Linked DNA regions of Mus musculus: regions 1 and 2 are each linked to region 3. Evidence: chromatin contacts called from public Hi-C data. All regions are on one chromosome and are shown on one strand. Each heading gives the region's core, a stretch centred on a gene start, on an enhancer-like site or on the middle of the called end of the contact. The rest is flanking DNA. Distances are from core to core; before and after follow the strand shown. Region 1 has its middle 26 kb from the start of Gm32590. Region 2 has its middle 31 kb from the start of Gm32590. Region 3 overlaps Pard3 (par-3 family cell polarity regulator).

Region 1 (2,958 bases), core at 167-2,666, 190 kb after region 3:
CTTCCCCAGTGCTAGAATTACCACCACATGCCACCAGGGATAGCTTTTTCACCTGGGTTCTGGGTATCAATTTCAGGTTCTCAAACCTGCCTCTGGTGCAGCAGGCACTTTACTGTCTGAACCATCTCTCCAGACCTTCTTATGCTTCAGTGTTTCTTACGAACACTGTGACTTCAATTCTTCACATTTTTAATGAGCTTCAAAGTTCTCCAGTTAAATTGTACAATATTTGGAATTCCCTTTCTACTCTGCCACTTAGATGAGGGGAGTATGTTCGCATGGCTGCACACCTGTCTATTCAAATGCATGAGTGAGACTGTCACACTGGAAGGCTCTTAGTGATAAGGCCTTGCCATTGCTAATTGCTGGCTACCCTTCTGGGATTTGAGCTAGAGCTTCTTAGAATATGTCCAAATACCTGGAAGGCTGTGCTTGCCATAAGGATGCAGGTCACAGCTGCCAGTCAGAGCAATCTGCAGGGTAGGAATGAGGAGTGCAGGGAGAACAGCCTCCTTGATTAGCACCCCTGTGACTCCCTACTGGAAGCACTCCATAGCCTGATTCCAAGAGAGTCCCTGGGGATCAGGGAACTTCTTTGTCACAGAAGATGTAGACAGAGTCCAGATTCCACAGGAAATCCCAGGGGCAGCACCAGGGCTCAGTTCTGTTGACTCTCAGCTGGGACTCCTGGCCAAGCTGGCCAGCTTTTCCCCCAAGACCTATTGGTTGCCTTCATATGGTTTTCTACTCTGCCTTGTGGAGCTTCACCTGTCAGGACACTGCTGTGAAAGCATCAATCACCCAGGGCCCTCAGCTCTTTATCTCCACTGAGTATCGCTGGCTGCAAGGACCTCTGGTTCATAACCAGATGTATCGATCAGAGCTGTCTGGGGGATGGCCCTAATGGATACACTGAATGGAGTTAGCCATTAAGCACGGAGCTAAATAGTTCATTTTCTTCCACGAGACAGAATAAGATCACTTGGAGGAACATTTGGTATTGAAATCACAATAGCTAAAATGCCACGGAGCTTTAAAAAAAATTAAGTTTTCAGAATTGATTATAATATTTCTAAAGAGATTCTTTACCTTCTCACAAAATCAAACTTTGCACTTGGACTTGTCAGGCATCGGCTTTTAGAGAAACCTGTTTTTATGGCTCTGTCTGATTAATGGAAGGAGTCCCTTTCTTCACTGTAATAAAAACCAGGCTGTCTTACAGTGAGTGCCCTTCGAAACAGAAATCAAGAGATGATTTGAGCAGAATATTAACGCTGCTCTTTTAGACTTCTGGGTTTTATCCTATTTTAATAAACTAATTTAAAGCTGATCTCTCTAAAACACAATCTACATTTGTGGAAATGTGAGTGTTTATCACAGGGTTTGATGGTGATCTCCTGACACTCTATTCAGGGAAAGCAGAGGGAAGGCAGGCAGCAACCATAGTCTTTTGTGCACTGTGTGTGCTTGAATGAGCCAGATGGATGCGTGATTAGATGAATTTGGGTTTCTCAGTCATTTTATTGCAGCTATTGTTATACTTTACAATTCATGGGCCATAATTTTTAATTCAAGAACAGAGCGGATCTCATCTTTGGGATAGCTTCTCGGTATCCACTGATGAGGTCTTTTAGAATAAGGCCATGATCCCAGAAAACAAGGGTTTCTTTTATTATGCATTGGTTTGATTTAACCACACCCAACAGGAAATCTTAACACTTCTGTTAATTAGGGTGTTTCCTGGGCAGCTCTGAGGCCCCAAAGCTCAGCAGGCATCAGAATTACTTTAATACCTTCCCCCTTTAAAATCCCCTTGTGAGCCAGGAGCCTGAGCTGCACTGTGGAAGTTCATCAGCTTACTCTGATAGAACTGTTCCTCTCCATTATTCCTCAACCTTTTGTGCAAGAACCATTCCCCTTCATCACTCCCCTTTCTCACAACATTTTGATTTCTCTCACACACTACAAAAATCCCCACCACACTTTGTTGTGTGAGCTTTGCCCCATGACTTCCATGTAGCACACCTTCAACCTCATTTCTATGTAGTTGAGCTTGGCTATAAGACAGGGTGCATGCAAATGAAAAGGAGAGAAAGGACCAGAGAATTGGAGGTGTGGTGAGGTCTGATAAGAACCCATGAGTCAGTTTCTTCAATGATGCAGCCATCATATGTTGCCTATGCGCTTATAAGTAAACCTTGACACACACTACAAAGCAACCCCAATTAAACTTATTGAATCATGCACACACAAAGGCATGGAAGCTGAAGTTGAAAGTTGGGAAGAGGAAGAGGGTCATTGAGAACAGAAGAATGATGTCATAATGAAACTCAAGAGCCAAGACAGTTAGGCGGGTGTCTTAGGGTTTTACTGCTGTGAATAGACACCATGACCAAGGCAAGTCTTATAAAAAACAGCATTTAATTGGGGCTGGCTTACAGGTTCAGAGGTTCAGTCCATTATCATCAAGGCAGGAGCATGGCAATATCCAGGCAGGCATGGCACAGGCAGAGCTGAGAGTTTTACATCTTCATCCAAAGGCTGCTAGTGGAAGACTGACTTCCAGGCAGCTAGGATGAGGGTCTTAAAGCCCACGCTCACAGAGACAGACGTACTCCAACAATGTCACACCTCCAAATAGTGCTACTCCCTGAGGCAAGCATATTGAAGCCATGAGCGTGGGTAAACCTACCAAGCTGACAAACATGATCTGAATTGAGTCACTGAGACTTACATGGAGGAAGCAGAGAAGTGACTTCCACAAATTGACTTCCTGACCTCCATACTCATGGTACTTCACATGTGCATACCCCTCCACACACACACACACAAGTAAAAGAAGAGGAAGAGAAAGAAGAAGGGTGAGGAGAAGGGAAAGGAGGAGGAGGAGGAGGAGGAGGAGGAGGAGGAGGAGGAGGAAAAAAAGGAGAAAAAGGAGGAGCAGTTGTGCTTTAGCTA
Region 2 (2,700 bases), core at 132-2,631, 240 kb after region 3:
ATCACTGTAGAGAGAATCTCTTGTGCACTGTCTGGAGGCATCAACTGTCAATAAAAAGCCTATGGCCAATGAGCTAAGCCAAGATTAAAAGCTGGACATGCAGTAGGGAGAGAGGATTCTGGGATAGAGACAGGGCAAAGAATATTCACCCTGAACTCTGAGGAAGATGGTTGCATGAAACTAAGGCAAGGTAATCAACCACATGGTGGGACTAAGAATACAATCAATGTGATAAGATAATTAAGTTATGAGCTAGCTAGAGTCAAAGCTTTTGGCCTAGGCAACTATTCATACTAATCCAGTCTCAGAGTTGTTATATAATGAAGTTGGGTATAAGTGTGGTTACAGATCACTGATCAGTGGCCTCTTTTGATGTGCCTCAACAGACACAGTTCAGGTGGCTGGCAGGCTTCTATGTACTGTTGATTCCATGACAGTCAAGACAGGGAAGGGGACCATGAGGTTTCTGTTATCCTTAGTGTGCCAAAGTCGAGATTCAAAGGCTGGCTGCACCAAAGGAGAGAGGTCTGGTCACCATGGTATCACAGGTATTACAGCTGCACCCCTAATCTCCCATGCTACACTCATATAACACTGGGATGATGACTGGACATTTGGTATCACACAACACATGTATCAGGATAGTTTGGGGCCACTGAGATGAAGTCTTCTGTATGGTGTGTGTTTGTTTCTTTCTTTTTAAAAAAGTTTTAAAGAGTACACTGTCGATCTCCTCAGACATACCAGAAGAAGACATCGGATTCCATTACAGATGGTTGTGAGCCACTATGTGGTTGCTGAGAATTGAACTCAGGACCTCTAGAAGAGCAGTCAGTTCTCTTAACCACTGAGCCATCTCTCCAGTTTCGAGGGTATGTGCTTCTTTTCTCATTGTGGCGAAAAAGAACTTGACAAAAGTAACTTAAAGAAAGAGTGAGTGATTTTGGCTCACAACCATCTGTAACTGTTGTTCCAAGAAGTCTAATGCCCTCTTCTGGCCTCCATGGACAGCAGGCATGAGTGTTTATAAACAAAACACTTATACATGTAAGATAAAAATAAAATTTAAAAATCATCAAATCAAAGCATTCACTACTTTTTTTTTAACACCCCCATGCAGTTTTTCCCCACATAAATGCTTGCTTTCCCTTCCTCAGCACCTTTACTGACTACTTTGGAGACCTCTTTACTGCATGTTCTTCCTGAATCCCAGGGGCTGAAGCTGGTAAGTGTTATGTTACTGGATCTAAAATGTCTCCCATGGGCTCTTATGTTTTAAAATTTGGTCTCCTGCTGGTGGAGCTGTTTTGCAAGGTTATGAGAGCTCTGGGACACGGGAACTTGGCTAGAGGAAATAGGTCACTGGGGGTAGCCCCAGCTTCTGGCCTAGCTCTGTCTGTCTTCTTTCTCTGCCCCGTCTGGGAGCTCTACCCCATCTCTCTGTGGCCATGTTGTTTCTGGATCAAGCCTTCTCCATCATGAGAAACTGAATTGTGTGAAGTTAGAAGGTATTTTGTCATAGGGATGAGAAAGTAACTAATACAATGAATGATATAGAACATAGGGAAAGACCTCTTTGCTTGTTGTGTCCATGAGGACACCATGTGGCATAAATCCAAAACCACATCAACAGGTCTGGTTTCTCTTCTCAGTGGTTCCTGGTGACTAAAATAATCAGTTATGGCTATGGGCTTGGTCTGCCTTCCTATAAATGATATCTTTAGACCTGTGCCTTATACTATGGCCTCAGTTGGAAATGAAGACATCATAAAGTTACAATGAGGTCATAAGGTCACAATGAAGGTCATATATTGTGATGAAGTCATTATTACAATGGCATGAAATCACAATGAGGTCACAAAGTCACAATGAGATCATGAGTTACACTGTGGTCTGAAACTCATGATATGGTTATGATCAGAATGAGGTCATGAATTATAATGAGGTCATGAATTATGGTGATAAATTATGGTGAGGTCATAATTATAATGAGGTCATAATTATGATGATGTCATAAACTATATTATAAATTATTGTGCCATATAGGGTTAGGGTGATCTTAAGTCCAGGGACAGATGTTATAAGAAGGGAAGAACACACACATGTACACACTTACACATATGTGCAAGCAATATCTGAGGAGTATGACTCAGTGCTGGCTCTTACTGTTTCAGCCTAATATGGGCCATCGACATAAAGAAAGTGAATGCATAAATGAACAAATAAACACGTGGGTAATTAAGTGATGCCAGGGAAGACAGAGCTCAGGGTCAGGTAAGTATGGGAATTGAGAACAAAAGACCAAAAAGTGAGCCATGCAAAGCTCTATGAAGAGTCTACCAGGCAAAGAGACTATCGAGTAAAACCCTTGGGTTGGGAAGAACTTGATATAAGCAATGGTCAGAAAGAAACTGACCACTGGAATGGAAGGGGAGGTTTCAGAGACTTGGACCCCAAAACTCAGATTATGGAGATCTTGCCAGTTATAATGAATTTGACATTTAAAAATTCTAATGGGAAGCCTTTAACAAGTGGGTTTTGTGAATGTGTGAATCTGAGTCTATCTGCCAGGGCAGAAGCAATTGTTGGCATATTTTCCTTATAGACTCCAAGCTTAAAGATAAAGGTGAGGATCCCAAACATAATTGCAGATCTAGAAGATGATTAGCAGGCTGCTGTCTCCTCACTTGCTATAACTGG
Region 3 (2,700 bases), core at 177-2,676:
AGTAAAGGGATAGTAATGTTAAGGGAACGGTAATGTTACAGGGACAGTAATGTTGGAAAATGCTCACTTTTCTGTCACTATGCTGGCATCTAGCATAGTGTTTATGCATGTATGTATCTGTGAATGTATGGATGTTCGATGTGTTTTGTGTGTGTGTGGTATGTGCATGCATATACGTGTGTGAATATGTGCATAGCATGCCTAGACAGTCAGTGTTGGTATGGAAGAGAAGGAACTGTAGGCTGGTAGCTAGTGCTAATATCCTGGAACAAGAGTCAGCTATATCTCTATTTTAAAAAGCCAGTAGGAATAGTGACCTGCATGCTTCAGAAGCAGGAGGGAACTTTTGAGACTGCACCAACAGCTACCTGATTCGAAACAGTACATTTACAGACCTGTTAACTTTCATGTTCTCAGACCAATCCAACCAAAACATTTGCCAGTCACCCCCTTAAAATGTCAGTTTTCACATTTGGTGAGGTGAGGGGAAACTGCCTTCTCTACCAATCTTTACAGCTGTTCTTACTACAAAGGGAAGCTCAGTGTTGTACAAAATGATGAAAGAATCATTGTTTAAGCAAGTGGTTTGCTCAAACACTACCTTAACTTGATTTTTCTACTTTTCTCATTATACTGTGAAAATCATATCTTGTGTGTGGCCTTGATGACATGTGAACAGGAAGCTGATGAAATAGCGATATGATACAGTCTTGCATATCAGCAAGGACATGCACATATTCACACATGTATTCACATGCACATACTACACACATGAACATCTGTACATTCATAGATACATATATGCATAAACATACAATCATGTATGCACAGAGATACCCACACAGGTGCATATATATTTATGGTTTGCAACTCGGCAGAGAAAACATGCTAGGTTGGCTTTGTACCCCCGAGCCACATCTCCAGCTTCGTTTAATTTTTGGTATGATTTTTAATTTGAGACAGAATCTCACTAAACTGCTCAGGCATGAAGAGAACTTTCGATCCTCCTGCCTCGGCTTCCCACACAGACATCAGAACCCTCAGTATATGCTACATTTGGCTTGTGAGGCTGAGTGTTGTTGCTGTTTGTTGGGGGGAGGTTAGTGTCATGCCACTTGATTAGGATGGTATTTATAGAAGATAATTATCTCTGTTTCATATGTAAAAGTCAAGGAAGAATGACGTGCTGTGGGCTAGGGAGCTGGAGGAACTGGTCTGGACCCTAATTGTTCTGATGACCAAAGCCACATCCTTCCAAACCTTTGCCACCAGCACCTAACCAGATTATAGAAAGGAAGTGAGACCTTGAAAAGAGGTCTCTCTCTCCAAACACAGTTCACTCTCTCAGAGCTCTGCCAGTATAGCCGCAGTGAGCCTAAGTCCTGAGAACAAATGGCCATTTCAGATGCCCAGATTCTGTTGTAAAAATCCACTTCCTGTTTGAGCAACATTCCACAGCTAGCTGCCCTTCCTCCCCCTGCCCCCCTCCCCCAACTGTGATTTATGGTTGCTTTTTCTTGAGGGTGTTCACGGTTGCCCCTTCTCTTTTAGCAATCGATCCACTCCTAGCAACCATGACCGGATACAGCGTCTACGGCAAGAGTTCCAGCAAGCCAAACAGGATGAGGATGTGGAAGACCGGCGCCGTACCTACAGCTTTGAGCAATCTTGGGTGAGTGTTTGGTCCCTCTGCCCAGCAAATAGGCTAACAGCTGCCCTGAAAGAGAGGCCCCTGAGCTATGACCTCAGTCCTTTATGAAATAAGACAAGATGGAGCCAAATCCCTCTGACCTTTAGCATTCTGACCTTTCCCTCATTTCCATCTGGGTTCCATCATTGCTAATCTCATTTTGTATCTTGTTCTACCATCTGTCTGCTGTGTAATAGGTTCAAAATAGCTGTATGATGAGACACCACCACAGAATGTCTGCTCTCTATCCACTGCATTTGCTATTAGGTTTACTCAATGCCTTTTCGTAGAGCAGAGCCAACGTAAGTTCAGCTCATGATCCTTTGTGTCTTTGAGACAGAAATTGGTAATTCTCTGTTCTCTAACCTCCCTTGGTACTTTTTGTTTTGTTCTGTTATGTTTTATTGAGACAGGGCCTCATATAGCCCAGGCTACCCCCATTTCCATCCCCCATCTATATAGTCAAGAATAACCTTGAACTCCTGATCCTCCTGCTTCTGTTTCCCATGGAAACAGAAACATGCATCATCATGCCTGTTAGCTGTGGTTGCTGGTCATCAAACCCAGGACTTCACGCATCCTGGGCAAGCACTCTCTACCAACTGAGCCACATCCCCAGTCCTGTCAAGTATTTGTCGAATTCCTGTTTGTCTGTTTTCACCTCTCTTCTCATCCATCCCATGTGCGGCCATTTCAGTGATCTCCACAGAACAAAACTGTGGCTGCTACTCCTGTGTCCTGCATCTGTGAAACTTGGTGGCACATCTGGGTAGAGAGATGGCAAAAGAGTAGGGGTTGTAGACAGGAAAGGTTTGTTTGGAAGGCTTTCTGGGGAGGGTGGGAATGAGTCAGTAAGAGCTGCTCACAGAGGCAAACACCCCTCTGGGCTTTAAAACTTCAAGCCCTGGTGGTAGGTCCACCCCCATTGACTGTCTGGAGGACTAAGAGAGAAGGAAACAAATTTTTAGAGAAACTCTGATTGAGATGGGAGAGACCAACAGGTAAAAGGC

What was found. A called contact is a pair of places that touch in the nucleus more often than the background predicts.
Region 1: a contact with region 3 is called in a Hi-C map of the N1E-115 cell line, with 5 times the contacts expected there. The contact joins two enhancer-like sites. A contact is called at or near these places in 3 of 484 Hi-C or Micro-C datasets (the N1E-115 cell line, nephron progenitors and ventral hippocampal neurons).
Region 2: a Hi-C map of the MNK3 cell line shows a contact between it and region 3, with 2.7 times the contacts expected there. The contact joins two enhancer-like sites. A contact is called at or near these places in 13 of 484 Hi-C or Micro-C datasets (B cells, LSK cells, the MNK3 cell line and 8 more) and 3 of 115 datasets of contacts at active chromatin or transcription factors (bone marrow-derived dendritic cells, double positive thymocytes and fibro-adipogenic progenitors).

The regions. Positions count from the first base shown.
Region 1 is chr8:127,778,040-127,780,997 of GRCm38.p6, forward strand. No RefSeq gene overlaps it. Among named protein-coding and RNA genes, the nearest start is that of Gm32590, 26 kb to the right of the region's middle. Within about 2 kb of position 1,417, at least 10 of the 459 cell types and tissues checked have an H3K27ac peak or open chromatin away from gene starts, as enhancers often do. A contact at or near this core is called in the N1E-115 cell line, where this site is marked.
Region 2 is chr8:127,835,685-127,838,384 of GRCm38.p6, forward strand. No RefSeq gene overlaps it. Among named protein-coding and RNA genes, the nearest start is that of Gm32590, 31 kb to the left of the region's middle. Within about 2 kb of position 1,382, at least 11 of the 459 cell types and tissues checked have an H3K27ac peak or open chromatin away from gene starts, as enhancers often do. A contact at or near this core is called in the MNK3 cell line, where this site is marked.
Region 3 is chr8:127,591,510-127,594,209 of GRCm38.p6, forward strand. It overlaps Pard3 (par-3 family cell polarity regulator), which reads left to right. Exons shown (of 25, transcript NM_001309391.1): 23 at 1,552-1,672. Among named protein-coding and RNA genes, the nearest start is that of Gm32478, 38 kb to the right of the region's middle. Within about 2 kb of position 1,427, at least 9 of the 459 cell types and tissues checked have an H3K27ac peak or open chromatin away from gene starts, as enhancers often do. A contact at or near this core is called in the MNK3 cell line and the N1E-115 cell line, where this site is marked.